3 separate regions of the Rattus norvegicus genome follow, and regions 2 and 3 are each linked to region 1. The links are chromatin contacts, called in public Hi-C maps. All regions are on one chromosome and are shown on one strand. The core of a region is the stretch at or near the end of the contact, and the rest is flanking DNA. Distances in the headings are between cores, read along the strand shown. Region 1 holds the start of Cxcl12 (C-X-C motif chemokine ligand 12). Region 2 has its middle 240 kb from the start of Cxcl12. Region 3 overlaps LOC134486835 (a long non-coding RNA gene).

Region 1 (4,198 bases), core at 722-3,221:
TCTGTTCTGGAGCCTCGGTCTGCCAGAGCCTTTGCTGGTTTCTGCTTCGCTCTTGGCCTGCATAGGATACCCCTCCCCCCAACTTCACTCCTGGGCTGTGAGTGGGTCCTTCTCTCCTGATTTCCTAGCAAACATTTAAGTAGCAAGAGACCTGGACGTCGACCTACTTTGGACAAACTTACAGCAGAGGTTTACCTCAGAGATGTAGGGAATAGGAGCACCACACAAGTTTTTGTGCGCAGAGTAGGTTTTACCCAAGAGCATCTGTTTTGTTTTGTTTTGTTTTGTTTTGTTTTGTTTTGTTTTGTTTTGTTTTGTTTTGTTTTGTTTTGTTTTTTAAAAAAAACTGTTCTTTATACAGGCGTCAGGTATCCCAACTGCCTGAACCCCAGCCTCTCCGATTACTGGAGCAGAGGAGATGGGACCACTAGAGGGCGCCGGAGCCCAGCCTCTGCCGATCTTACAGTACAACAGGGCCAGCAAGTTCAGTGTTCAGCATCCTGAACGCTCAGGATAATGCAAAAGCCGATAGAAATGAATGGTTGCCTTCTCTAGAGTGCTACTTTTTAAACACAGGGCCCAGGTCGGCGCTGTTCCAGATTTGAAGCTGAGCCCCTAAAGTGCGCCTGACAAATGAATGGACGCAAAGTGCTTGGCGGAATTGTTTAAGACACTCTCATGTCTGAAACATTTTCCTCTTGACCCCGGCCACCCTTCTTTAGTCCCTAGGTGGAGCCCCAGGCCCAAAGGTCCTGGCCACTTCTTCAAAAATATGATTCCCAGATTGCCCTGAGACAGAGGCAAGTCTCTTTTGTGCACTCCCTTGGGTGAACGTGATAACAGAATCCAAATCGCTAATTGGTTATGTGAGAAAGGCAATGGGAGTGTGGCCAACACTGTATGTGGCAGCAGAAGGTCCAAAGGACGCTGCTCCCAGCCTCTAGCCCTCCAGCTGCGGTCTGCCCCTTCCCCTGTGTCTCCCCACACCCAGGTTGGGGTTGTTTTGGTTGACCAGCGTGGAGTACAACGGTCTATCGGCAGGACTGAGCACCAGTGGGTATATTTGTAAAGACACCAATGACCACCTTCGGAAGCACTCACTCCTGGGCTTCCGAAGTTTTAGGGGTTTTAGGGAGCAGGGGTGTAGGGAACTCTTTCGTCCTTTTTGGAACACTGGACTTTCTTCAGGAAAGGCAGAAAACACTGAAGTTTAAGAACACCCATTAAAACCAGGTACTGAGCGTCACGACGTTTCGCGGGAGTGAGACTCTCAGTGATTTCTCCGTTTCCATTCTGCAGGGTGAGAGCTGTGTCACCTCCCTCCGCCACCCCCCCAGCGTCAGATACCGTTACAGAGGGGAGGTGGCAAAGAAAATTCACCGTACTATATCTGGAAGACCCGCTTGGTCTCTTTGCTGGGCAGCACAGCCCTACGTTAGAATGCATCTTCCCGGGGGTGACTGTAGTGAGACTTTGGCTGGGAGTCCAAGTTATTCTAACTGTAGGTTGCTCCGCGTTGCCCTTAAGCCTAGCTGTCGCCTGCGGCACAGACACCCTGGGAGAGAGGTGGGTCAGTTTGAGGTCCTGGCACCAAAGAAAGGGTTCTCTGGCAACTTTTTTGGGTGCGGCGCAACAGAACCTCGCGCCTGGAACACAGTTTCGCCTCTGGTCCTTACTTGACAGCTTTCGATTTCGACAGCCCCTTAGTTTCTCTATCTGCAGGATGGGAGCATTTGTAGTCCAAGGAGCCCGCCCAAGTTGGGGACTGGGAAGATCAAAGGCCTCGGCACCCAGCGGAGCCGGGGACGCCGAGGGCGCCAAGAAGGGGGTGGGTAGGTAGGGGACTGGAAGGGCGGCTGCTCCGCAGGGGATGCGCGTCAGAGACCCCAGCCACACTTCAGACACGCCCCTTGACGAGCCCCGCCCCGCCTGGTTTTCGGCTCTAAAGCGCCCAGCGCGCGCCTCTAGCTGCCGCACTTTCACTCTCCGTCCACCTCGGTGTCCTCTTGCTGCCCAGCTCTGCAGCCTCCGGCGCGCCCTCCCGCCCACGCCATGGACGCCAAGGTCGTCGCCGTGCTGGCCCTGGTGCTGGCCGCGCTCTGCATCAGTGACGGTGAGTGTAATCTGCGCCCGGTCCCGGGCAAGGCTCGCAGCTCTGTGCCGGAGCTCCTTCGGGTCCGCGGTTCCCCTGCCCGCGCGGGAGTCGCGGAGAAAGAAGTCGTTCCGCGCGGTTCACTGCAAGCGAACTTCAGGCAGCCCACTTTGCAGGGCGCACTCCTTACGGGTGCCCTTTCCCGTGTCCCACGGGTCACACCGAGGTTTTGTGCTCTGCGAAGCGCAGCTGCAGGACCTAGAGAGGGCTGCAGGCGAGGCCCTGCAGGATTGTTGGGCAAGTGTGGGGTCGGCGCGGAATGGAAGCTTGGGCGACGGTGTCCTGGGCTTGGGCCCCGGAGCGCGCCAGCTGCACTCAGCTAGTGTCCACCCGCGCCCAGATGTTCCAGAGGCGAAGGGCAGCGCGGTCCGGGAGTTGACCGTGCAGGAGATTCATTCGGGTGGTGCGTGTGCCAGCAAACTCTTAAAGTAGCTTGGTTTGGCTATAGGTTCGGTGGTGCAGTTGAGTTTCGTCCCCTCAGAGTGTAGCGAGTTCTCTTACAACACCCTCGGGGCCATGAGCAGCGCAGTGCAGCTCTAGAGCTTGCGCCACCAGCCAGGGCTGCGCTTCTGCACAGTTCGTTGGTCCGTAGCGACGCGGACCTGAGCACGCGTCTCTTCGCTGCGCCTTTTTCTTCTTACCGGGGTCACTAGACAAAGGCGCAGCAGTTACTCGAGCTATATGCACACCTCTCCCCAACCCCCAAACACACCTGCAAATGGGCGCTTTTGTAGCCAGCCCCGGAGCCCTCCGCTCTGGAATGAGAGCTGCAGCAGAGTTCAGTCTCCCAGACCCGGGGTGGTGTCTTCTTTCACTGGGAAAGGGCTTTCATTTTGTTTTCTTTTTTTGACACTGAAGAGAAAACTCTCAGCGCTGTTACAAGACACCGTTGCTGCAAAACAAAACAAACCATTGCCTCTGAACACAAAACAAAACCCTACCAGTCGGGCCCCTGCCTTCCTCCGCTGTGTTGTTTCCGAACTGAGGGGCGGTCGGAGCCCTTGGTGAGGCTGCGATCTAAATGCTGCCCCAAGTGCGCCAAAGCGTTGGTTTGGGTTCTTTCCCTGTGAACAACAGGCTACGGAAAGTAGTGGGACCTGCGTTTGTTTGGCTAAGTATGGTTGGAGAGGCTGGACTTGCCTAGTCCGAGGGAAATGTTCAGTAAAAATTTAGTAAATGTTCAGTAAAAGTTCAATAAAAGAATAGTTGCTGATCGGAGGAGTAAAAAAGACAAATGAAAGGCAATTTCGGTTTTTTTTTTCCCTCTGCTACTGAGAACACCTGGGAGGCTGCAACTTCCCACTGGCCCCCAGTGCCTCATCATGGAGCACATTGATTTGGGCATTAATAATTGAATGAGCTGGTGACGTTGCAAGGGTCACAGTCTCTGGCAAACTGTACTGCCTCCTGGGAAGTCAAGTATGAGGCAGGAATGTAGGAACTCGGGTCCTCAAGGCTGGAGTGCAATTGTCCCGAGTAATTGGGGTGTCTCACCCCCAGACATATTCTTACTCTAGGAAGCGTCGGACTCTTGACTTCTCTGCAACCAAGTGTCTGGATCAGACCTGTTCTCTAGGCAGGACTCCGTTGCATTGCCCAGATGAACTTTTTCTTTACCTCCTAGCGCCTGTGTGCCCTCCGGTCCTGCACAGCCCTCGAGTTGCAGCATGGCTAACCTTGTTGTGGTTCCTATGTTTCCCCATCAGCGGATCCAACTCAGCAGCTAGACATTAGGCACCCTAGGCTTCCTTGCTTAAACCCAGGACAGCAAGCTTCCCAGGCCTGTTAGAGTGAATGCGCCTTGCCTCCATAAGCCAAGGTCTCTCCATTCCCAAGACCAGGGTGGGCAGCGAGCTGGTTCGGACTTTGGTCTGTATCTGCAGTCTGTTTTTCCTATGCTTTAGCGTCTAAATAACTACCCTTCCCAGGTCACGAATCTCTTAGCTAAATGGCACCTGCAGAAGAAAATAATCCCATCATATATTTAATTTGGCCCACTTCTCCACCTGCTTCCCAAAGGTAGAGACCTTCAGAGTACCCAGAAGT
Region 2 (4,198 bases), core at 1,118-3,617, 250 kb after region 1:
CAGGAGTTGTATTGCAGATGTATGATTTGGGGTTGGGGACCCCAAAATAAGTCGTTCTATATATATTTGACCAGTTTTCTGTGATGATCTCTGTTGTCTACAAAAAGAAGCTTTGATGAGAATTGAGAGTTAGGAATGTAGTAAGGAATTATGATGGCCTAGTCAAAAGGAGGTTGTAGGATCCTCATTTGAGGAAAGGTCTCCATTTTTGAAAGAGAAAAGTCTTTTGTGGATAAAGGATCTCTACCATGTTGTGGATAATAATAACTTGTCAGCTAGTCAGGATATTGGCTGACCCAAGCATGCCTGTGAAGGATTAGCTAGGCTGAGTTAAATGAGGTGGAAAGAGACACTTTTACATGGGTGACACCATGTTCTGAGGTTTGGTCTTGGACTGAATAAAAAGGGGCTCTAATCATCTCTATCTGCTTCTTGATCATGGATGCAATGTGGCCAGCTGCCTTTAAATCCTGCTTCCATGACTTCTCTGCCATGACAGACTGTACTCTAGCCTTGAAAGCACCCCAAAACTTTCTTTCTTAAGTTACTTTGTTACGTTTTTTTTTTTTTTTTTTTTTTTGGTCACAGAAATCCATCAAGTAAGTAATACAGAAATATGATAGTCGATCTTGGTTGTCAACTTTATTAGATCTAGAATCAACTGAGAAGCATAACCCTAGTCAGAATTGTAAGGGCAGTTCCTGAAATGATTAACTGGGATTGAGGAAGGGAACCTTCTCCCTGAGTAGGCACTACCTTGTGGCAGCCTTCTAAATCTAAGAGGTCAGAGGTGAAAGATATTGTTTGCCTACCTGCCTTCTCTCTTTGCTGGCAAATGCATCTATCTTGCTGTTGTTGTTGTTGCTGTTGTTGTTGTTGTTGTTGTTGTTGTTGCTGCTGCTGCTGCTGCTGCTGCTGCTGCTGACATCAGAACCTAATTTCTTTGGTCTCCCAATGTGGAATAAAAACAAACAGCTCTTCTAATCCATTTACATACATCAGCCTTCTCTGGGAGAATTTACAAGCCTGCACTTACTTGTTTTTGTTACTTGGAGACTGAGGTCAAAAGGGTTTCCTCTTCCTCTTCCTCTGTCTTATTTAATGTGTTAATCTTGATGCCCCTCTCTATCCTAAACACTCCTGCCACAGAGTGTGTACAGCTCTCAGGTGTCAATCCTATCTCCTACTTAAGAACACCCCATGGCCTCATTTTCTTTTTTTTTTTTTCCGGAGCTGGGGACCGAACCCAGGGCCTTGCGCTCCCTCATTTTCAACAGAAGTGAATTGAAACTCACAGTGAACATGCAAAAGTTACTCTACCTAGACCACCCTCTACTCTGTTTTATTCAGGGCCCTGTTCTGTCTTCTGAGCTGACTTGGATCTCATAACATCTAGACGTTCTAGACCTATGATGTCTGCTTTACAAGCTTCATCGCAATGGTGGTCTTTCTAGTGTAGGCTGGAGTACCTTACCTTTCTGCTTGGCAGTGAGGGAGCACCCAACAAGAATTCTCTCTTATTTCGATGTAGATATGAAGTATATCTTCAAAAGCCATCTATACTGAAACCTCAGTTCCCAGCCAGTGGCACACTGAGATACCGAGTCATGACTACGCTAACTCTATCAGTAGATCGTGTTGATGAGTTTATGGTTGAGTGAACTGTAAGGAGATGGAGCCTACTCATCTTCCTGTTGCTTTCTCATAATACTTCCGGTCTGTCCTGAGGAGATACCACAGGGCTGTAGCTCTGGAGCTTGAACACAAATGGAAACCTCTGAACATGTGAGCCAAAATGAATCTCTTCCTGCAGGATCCTTCACTTCCTCAGGCATTTTGTCACGGAGATGAAAATTCACTGTCCCATAGCTTCTGCCTTCTGCCATCTAGTGTCTGATCCATTGCTTAAATAGCAGGCATTTCCCTTTCAAAGTAAAAGAATCTGAGAAGGTGGAGGAGGAGGAGGAGTAAGAAGATGAAGAGGAGGAGGAGGAGGAGGAGGAGGAGGAAGAAGAAGAAGAAGAAGAAGAAGAAGAAGAAGAAGAAGAAGAAGAAGAAGAAGAAGAAGAAGAAGAAGAAGGAGGAGAAGGAGAAGGAGAAGGAGAAGGAGAAGGAGAAGGAGAAGGAGAAGGAGAAGGAGAAGGAGAAGGAGGAGGAGGAGAAGAAGAAGAGATAGAGGAGGAGGATTTTTTTCCAATGCCTTCTGTCTCCTTCATACTTCTGAGCCAGGAGGAAGGATGCTGGACTTACACATAGAGGACACAGTCTGGAGCACATTCCATCGATAATCTATTCATCCCTGCTTGCACTGGGGTGGAACTTGGCAAAGAATGTGGTGTTGCAATTCCCTCTTCTGCCGCAGGCTTGTTCTCTAGGATCCCTAGGCTCCTCATTTTGAGGACACGTGGGCCCTGTGTGCACACAGGCACATGGGGTCATTAATCACCCCCACCACCTTAAAAGAATTCTCTAAACCGGAGGGGGAAAAGGATACTATAAAAAGACTGAATTAGAGTCCCTCTGCACCAATATCCCTGAATATGCAATTTATTGCCAACAACCAAAATCTCATTCTCAGGCCATTAACTAAAATAGAAAAAAATATCATCTTAAATTCTAACCATAACAAGGGGTGCATTGTAATAGGCTTCCAGTTCTGGGTGAGCAGATGGGTGCCTTGAACACAGGAAACCTCAAGAACTCAGAGTATGATGCTCCCCTTCCCAAAGCCTCCAACTTGGAAACCGCAATCTTCGTGTGGCTCTCGTGTTCCTAACCAAAATTCTTCTGTTAATCCTGAAGACACGGCAGCTGAAGTACCACCCAGTCACCAGCGCCTCGGAAGGAAGCCAGAAACAAAATCCCTCTGTCTAAATTAATGAGTGGCCTTTGTTTAGAAGGGGCATGCCCTGGGCACCCTGGCTTGGAGGTAGCTTTGCTTTCGTGGAATGCCAAAAAGAGTCAGAAGTGACAGAAGTAGCTGGTGTTCCTCAGGCTCCGCTTGAATGAGTTTTCCCTACTTTTTGGGCTTCCCCGAGACCAGAGTCCAGCCTTATTGTCAAACCCGGAGAGCTCCTGGCTCTCAACATTGGCCTGTGTGTGACCTATCCCTGTCCCTGCTTCCTCCCCTACATTGACTTCTGTCTCATCAAGAGCTGACTGAGGCCCTGTCCTCCCTTCACCTGTGTTCATCAACCTCAGGGAGAGCTTCTTGCTCCTACTGTTTCCCACATAGGAATGGTGGTGGTTTGAATAGGATCACACCCAATAGACTTGTGGATTTGAAATGCTTGGTCCATAGGGAGTGGCACATGGCTATGACCTTGTTAACTGGGTGTGGTCCTTTTGGAGGAAGTGTGTCACTGTGGGTAGGCGTTAAGGTCTCAGGCCCAGACTCCGTGGCTCACAGTTCTTTTCCTGCTACAGGCAGATCCAGATGTAGACTCTCAGCACCATGTAGAAGCCCTTCAGTACCATGTACGCCTGCATATTACCGTGATGATCATAGGCTAAACCTCTGAACTGTAAGCCAGACCCAACTAAATGTTTTCCTCTGTAACAGTTATCATGGTCATGATCTCTTCATAGTAGTAAAACCCTAACTAAGACAAGAAGGGTAGGGAGACTGGAACAGGCCTCCTGAATCTATTCTCCCTGTTACTGAGCCCTGATGAGCACACCTCTTAACCAGTTGAACCTTGGGTCTCATTAGTAAGCTGTCACCATAGTTCCTTATAAGTCCAGACCTGCAGGCACACCGGGACTTGCAGAAAGTGTTTAAGAACAATGTATCACTTTGATACACTGCACACGTGCATGCACACACACACCAGCACACAGTGGCAGCTTACTTCTGCACAGACACTCTGCTCCTACATCCCACCTGTCCCACTGTAAGCGAGACTTTACCATTTACCATTTACCATTTACCACACACACAGACAAGTACAGAGCCAGACCCAGAGGAGTGCACAGCCTTGTATGAGTCAGTTTAGCTCCTCTAACAAATATCACACAATGGGGCTTAAGCAGCAGACATATGCTATCCCACAGTCTTGGAGGACAAAAGTTCAAGTTAAAGATGTCAAAAGAACCAGCTTGTCCTGTGGCTCCGTCTTTTGCTCCTCCCAGCATCTGCCCTCTATGCCTCTATGTTCTGATTTCCCCCTCTAGAAGGGCAATGGTCACATGGAAGAAG
Region 3 (4,198 bases), core at 628-3,127, 160 kb after region 1:
TCTAGTTTATAAACATGACCAAATTTTTGCTTTCTTTCCATCTATAGAACTTTTAGCAGTGAAAAGAAAGAATAAATGGAACTCCCTGTAAGACTTTCTGAAATTATTTCTCAGTCAAGCAATAGTAACTTGTATAATTTGATCTTTTATAAGAATGGTAAGTAAAGACAGAAGTTAGGGTAAACTTAAGTGAATCCCCCAAGGTACATGAGGCTACTTTTACTTTTCTGCATTTTCCTAGTAATTTTAATTTTTATTTGAAAGAGGGATCTGGACCATTCAGAGATGCTTAAAGAATATTTTCTTAAAGAATGCACAATTCGTTTTAAGCCAAAGTTTACGACCACTGGGGGAAAGCTCTACAATTCAAGGTCAGGGAATTGAGGTAGAGGTACAACGGGTACTTAGAAAGTACTTTAGGTAAAGAGCACTGACTCCTCCCTCGGTCCCACAAGGTAACTGAGACCAGGAAAAATCCTGACCTCTCTCCTCCTTTGTATCTGACTCCATGAGCATCTTATTATCAGAGTACTTCCTCCACCCCTTTCCATATCCCTCATCCATATTTGAAGCTGTCAAGACATTGTTATATTCTGGTAGACACTTTAGATCCTGGGAACAATAGGGTCGATCAATGAACACCCTATGACTAAGGACTAAAACTGCCACCAAACAGACCACTCCTATGTGAGGGTTGTTGTCTGCTCTGGTGAAGCTGGACCGTGGAGAAGGAGTGATCGCCTCATGAGAACCAGATTGCTCCCCTCAGATGATAATGACTAACTCAGACTATGCTGCAGAACCAGAGCTGGGAGAGGACCAACCAGACCATACCTGGATCAAACTGCTTAATTTTGCAGATCTTTTGCCCCCACCCCAATTCTTCTACTTAAACCTAAAAAGCATGTCAGTGCCCTGAAGACACTCTTGGGGCTGCTGAACCCCCTTTATCAGTTCCTCTTTTCTCTCCTGTTCACAACTAATTGTGTCTTTAATTAACATGTTGGATGACAGCTGCCTCACCATTAGCACTCTGGGAGCCCTGGATTTTGTTCTCAAACTTAAGCCAGAGGAGGACTTCTGGCTGGGTTTGAAGGAGGCAGCCTGGGATTTTGGCCATCCATCTTCTCCTCTGTCATTTGATGGAAGCCAGTGTTACTGCTGGATACAAATGCTGGATATAAGGAGATTTGGGGTCACATTATAGGGATTTATGTGCATCCTCTCTCACTGTTTGTCCTGCAAAGGGAGGAAAGAGGAAACCTCACAGAGTTTGTTGGGGTTAGTCATCCATTTTTCTGGTGAAAATGTGTAAAACTTGCACATACACAACAAAAGCACCTCCCAAGGACTGGAGGCCACGCAAAGGTAAGCAAATGAAGAGAACTGAGCTTTCTACTTTTTCTTTTAGCTCGTGGAACACAGCTCAGAGCCCTCACAACAAAGGAAGGATCTGTGACAATGGGAACAAAGACATCACACCCTCCATTGGCTTCTAGCTGCCTTGCATTTTGCCCCACCCAGCCACACGTCGTAATTAGTCATGGGTTATTTGGCCATTGCAGACGTTTTTCTTTAAGTGTGGGCCAACATCCCTTTTGGTGAACCTATCTGAGAGTTGTGGTTTCTTGATTAAATTTATTTCTTTCGAATCTGCATGATTCGGAACTCCTCCTTGGGGTCATTGCCAGGGTCCAGCTAGCAGAATGAGCATGCTTTTAAATTCAGAGCTCAGATGATTTGGCAATATTGGTATTTTCTTTTCTCAGCTTTCCCGGATTTGGGGCTTAGGCTTTTGTGCCCTTCATCTGCTCCTCATTAGAACGCCATTGGCGCTTGTTTGAGAGTTCTCAATGCCTTAGTCAGAACTAAGAATACCCTTTCCTCCGGACACCAGCCATGGACTTCCCAGATCTCTGACAGAAAGGGAAGGAGACAGACTCTTGAGAGACTGACAGAACCCACTTTATGGGGTCATGGGAAAGACAAAGCCCAGGGCATTTGACAGGACACTAATTCAAATGACTGACTGCCTCTCAGGAGGAGAACTAAGCAAGCTCCAGGCATCAGCTGCGTTGGAAGCCTGTGAGTCACGAGGCACAGATCTGAGGAAGGCTGCAGGCACAGGCGCTAGTTCGAATTTGGAAAGGAAAAGCCCATTCATCCCTTTCCTTAGTGTGCACATCCATTCATTCAGTAGTACACAAACATGCTTCCATCAAAATAAATAGTAAACTTATATATGCACCAAAAGATTGTTTTGAAATAAACATCTTTGTGTTTTATTAGAGTCGTGCACCCTAGGTTTATGTCCATACGCCCAGGGCTGTGTAAAAATTTTAGGCAGGATGCATTTGTGAGTGGAAAACATTTAAGACGTTCCAGATGATGTAATAGAAGCTGATGACTTGCCTTCTGAAGGCTGAAGACCCAAGATCAGGGTGTGAGTGTGACTACTTAGCCCCTCTCCTTGGCTGAAGATGGCATCCTCAGCCTGAGTCATCACATGACTTTTCCCTGCATGTCTGTGTCCTAATGTCATCTTCTTATACTTGACTGGTACTGACACCAATGCCCTCATTTTAATTTAATTATTTTCTTAAAGACTCTGACTTGCTTGCCATGGTGGCCGGCACCTTTTAGCCCAGCACTAGGAGGCAAAGGCAGGACAATCAATCTCTATGAGTTTTTGTTTTGTTGTGTTGGTGTTGGAGTGTGTGTGTGTGTGTGTGTGTGTGTGTGTGTGTGTGTGTGTGTGACAGACAGAGAGAGAGAGAGAGAGAGAGAGAGAGAGAGAGAGAGAGAGAGAGAGAGAGAGAGAGAGCTTATAAGCAGCTGGGGGACAGAGGTTGATACTGGGTATCTTCTGAATTAATCTCCACCTTATACTTTTTGAGACTCGTTGGTCAATGAACTCCAGACGGCGACCTGTCTCTCAGAAGAGCACACTGTGTCCAGATTTTGTGTGGGTTTGGGGGATCCAGACTCAGGTCCTCAAACTTGCACTTGACTAAGTGAGCCCTCATTGTTAGGTTTCATAGTTGGATATTGATCACTATCATGGTATGAATGTGGCCCTCAAGTTTCAAGTATTAAAAACTTAATCCCCAAAGTCACATGTTACTAGTATTTGGAAATGAGACAAAAAAATCTTTACAATGACAGTGAGTGCCACATGAGCTCATTGGGGTGGGGCTCTGTGATAGTGTCTGTGGCTTTATAAGGAGTGGAACACAGAGACCTGAACTAGCAATGGCACACCTGCCTGGCATGGGATTCCTGGACCAAGAGCCAGAGAAATTTGCTCAGATTCCTGTTCTTGAGCTTCCTAGGCTTTAGAAGCACCCTTTATTCCTCATTAGACACCCACTGGATGTCTAGTTATGGCCAGAAGCAGACCATGATGAGCTTAAAGCCACTGTCATCACAATGGCAACACAAGCGGGCAGCTTTGTCCCCACGTACTTAGAAGTTGCTGTGGATGCTGCTTCTGTCTACCCCACAATAGTGGTTGAGATGTCCTCCCACCCCGAGTATGTCATACCTGTCAGGGTGCCTGCCCCACTGCTGGGTTTAATCACTCAGTGCTTCTTGATGTGGATATCTACAATTTTCATAAGAAAATATGCAGGAGCTTGTTGATCAACCTCTGTGGCTTTTTACATGAACTTGGGACACTTCTCCTCTGGCTCACTTATTTTAAGTGCTCTACTAATGGGCTTATTTTTAGTATATCAGCATTTGCATGGAAGACTCAGGCCTGGAATGTTAGCCTTTGAATGCACTGCTGAGTGGCGTTTGCTAGTCTTCACTGAAGAACCCACGCCTTGCCATTGTGACTGAAGTAAGCCTGCAATTGTAAAGTCCAGATTTAGGCAGAAGAGGCTTGGGAAACCTCTCGTGGTGCTGTGCTGTCTGGAACAGTTTATATAATTTAGAGATTATCTGAGCATTGCCAGCACTAAAGGAAATCAACATTGCCACCAGACACATTGCCAGGTCCCTGCCACTCATTTCTGCTAGTATCATTCTACTCAAAGCTTATATTTTGTAACTGATCTTAATAGGGAGAATCCACACATGTTTAAAAACATATTCCTGTAAACTTATTCTTCAATTTTCCTTACCTGCCTAAAGGTCTGCGTCTCCCATTTGCAGTTTTTCATTTGTCTGCCTTCCATTTTTTCTTCTTTGATAC

What was found. Hi-C and Micro-C count contacts between places; a contact is called where the count stands out from the background.
Region 2: a contact with region 1 is called in a Hi-C map of the Rat2 cell line, with 7 times the contacts expected there. The contact joins the enhancer-like site here to the promoter of Cxcl12 in region 1. A contact is called at or near these places in 9 of 12 Hi-C or Micro-C datasets (the Rat2 cell line, Schwann cells, frontal cortex and 5 more).
Region 3: a contact with region 1 is called in a Hi-C map of the A7r5 cell line, with 3 times the contacts expected there. The contact joins the enhancer-like site here to the promoter of Cxcl12 in region 1. A contact is called at or near these places in 3 of 12 Hi-C or Micro-C datasets (the A7r5 cell line, the Rat2 cell line and frontal cortex).

What each region holds. Positions count from the first base shown.
Region 1 is chr4:152,058,810-152,063,007 of GRCr8, forward strand. Cxcl12 (C-X-C motif chemokine ligand 12) reads left to right here and starts at 1,972. Exons shown (of 3, transcript NM_022177.3): 1 at 1,972-2,113. The coding sequence starts at 2,053.
Region 2 is chr4:152,303,669-152,307,866 of GRCr8, forward strand. No RefSeq gene overlaps it. Among named protein-coding and RNA genes, the nearest start is that of Cxcl12, 240 kb to the left of the region's middle. Within about 2 kb of position 2,368, at least 6 of the 93 cell types and tissues checked have an H3K27ac peak or open chromatin away from gene starts, as enhancers often do. A contact at or near this core is called in hepatocytes, where this site is marked.
Region 3 is chr4:152,214,769-152,218,966 of GRCr8, forward strand. LOC134486835 (a long non-coding RNA gene) reads left to right here. Exons shown (of 2, transcript XR_010066257.1): 2 at 1,412-1,652. Among named protein-coding and RNA genes, the nearest start is that of Cxcl12, 160 kb to the left of the region's middle. Within about 2 kb of position 1,878, at least 11 of the 93 cell types and tissues checked have an H3K27ac peak or open chromatin away from gene starts, as enhancers often do. A contact at or near this core is called in the A7r5 cell line, where this site is marked.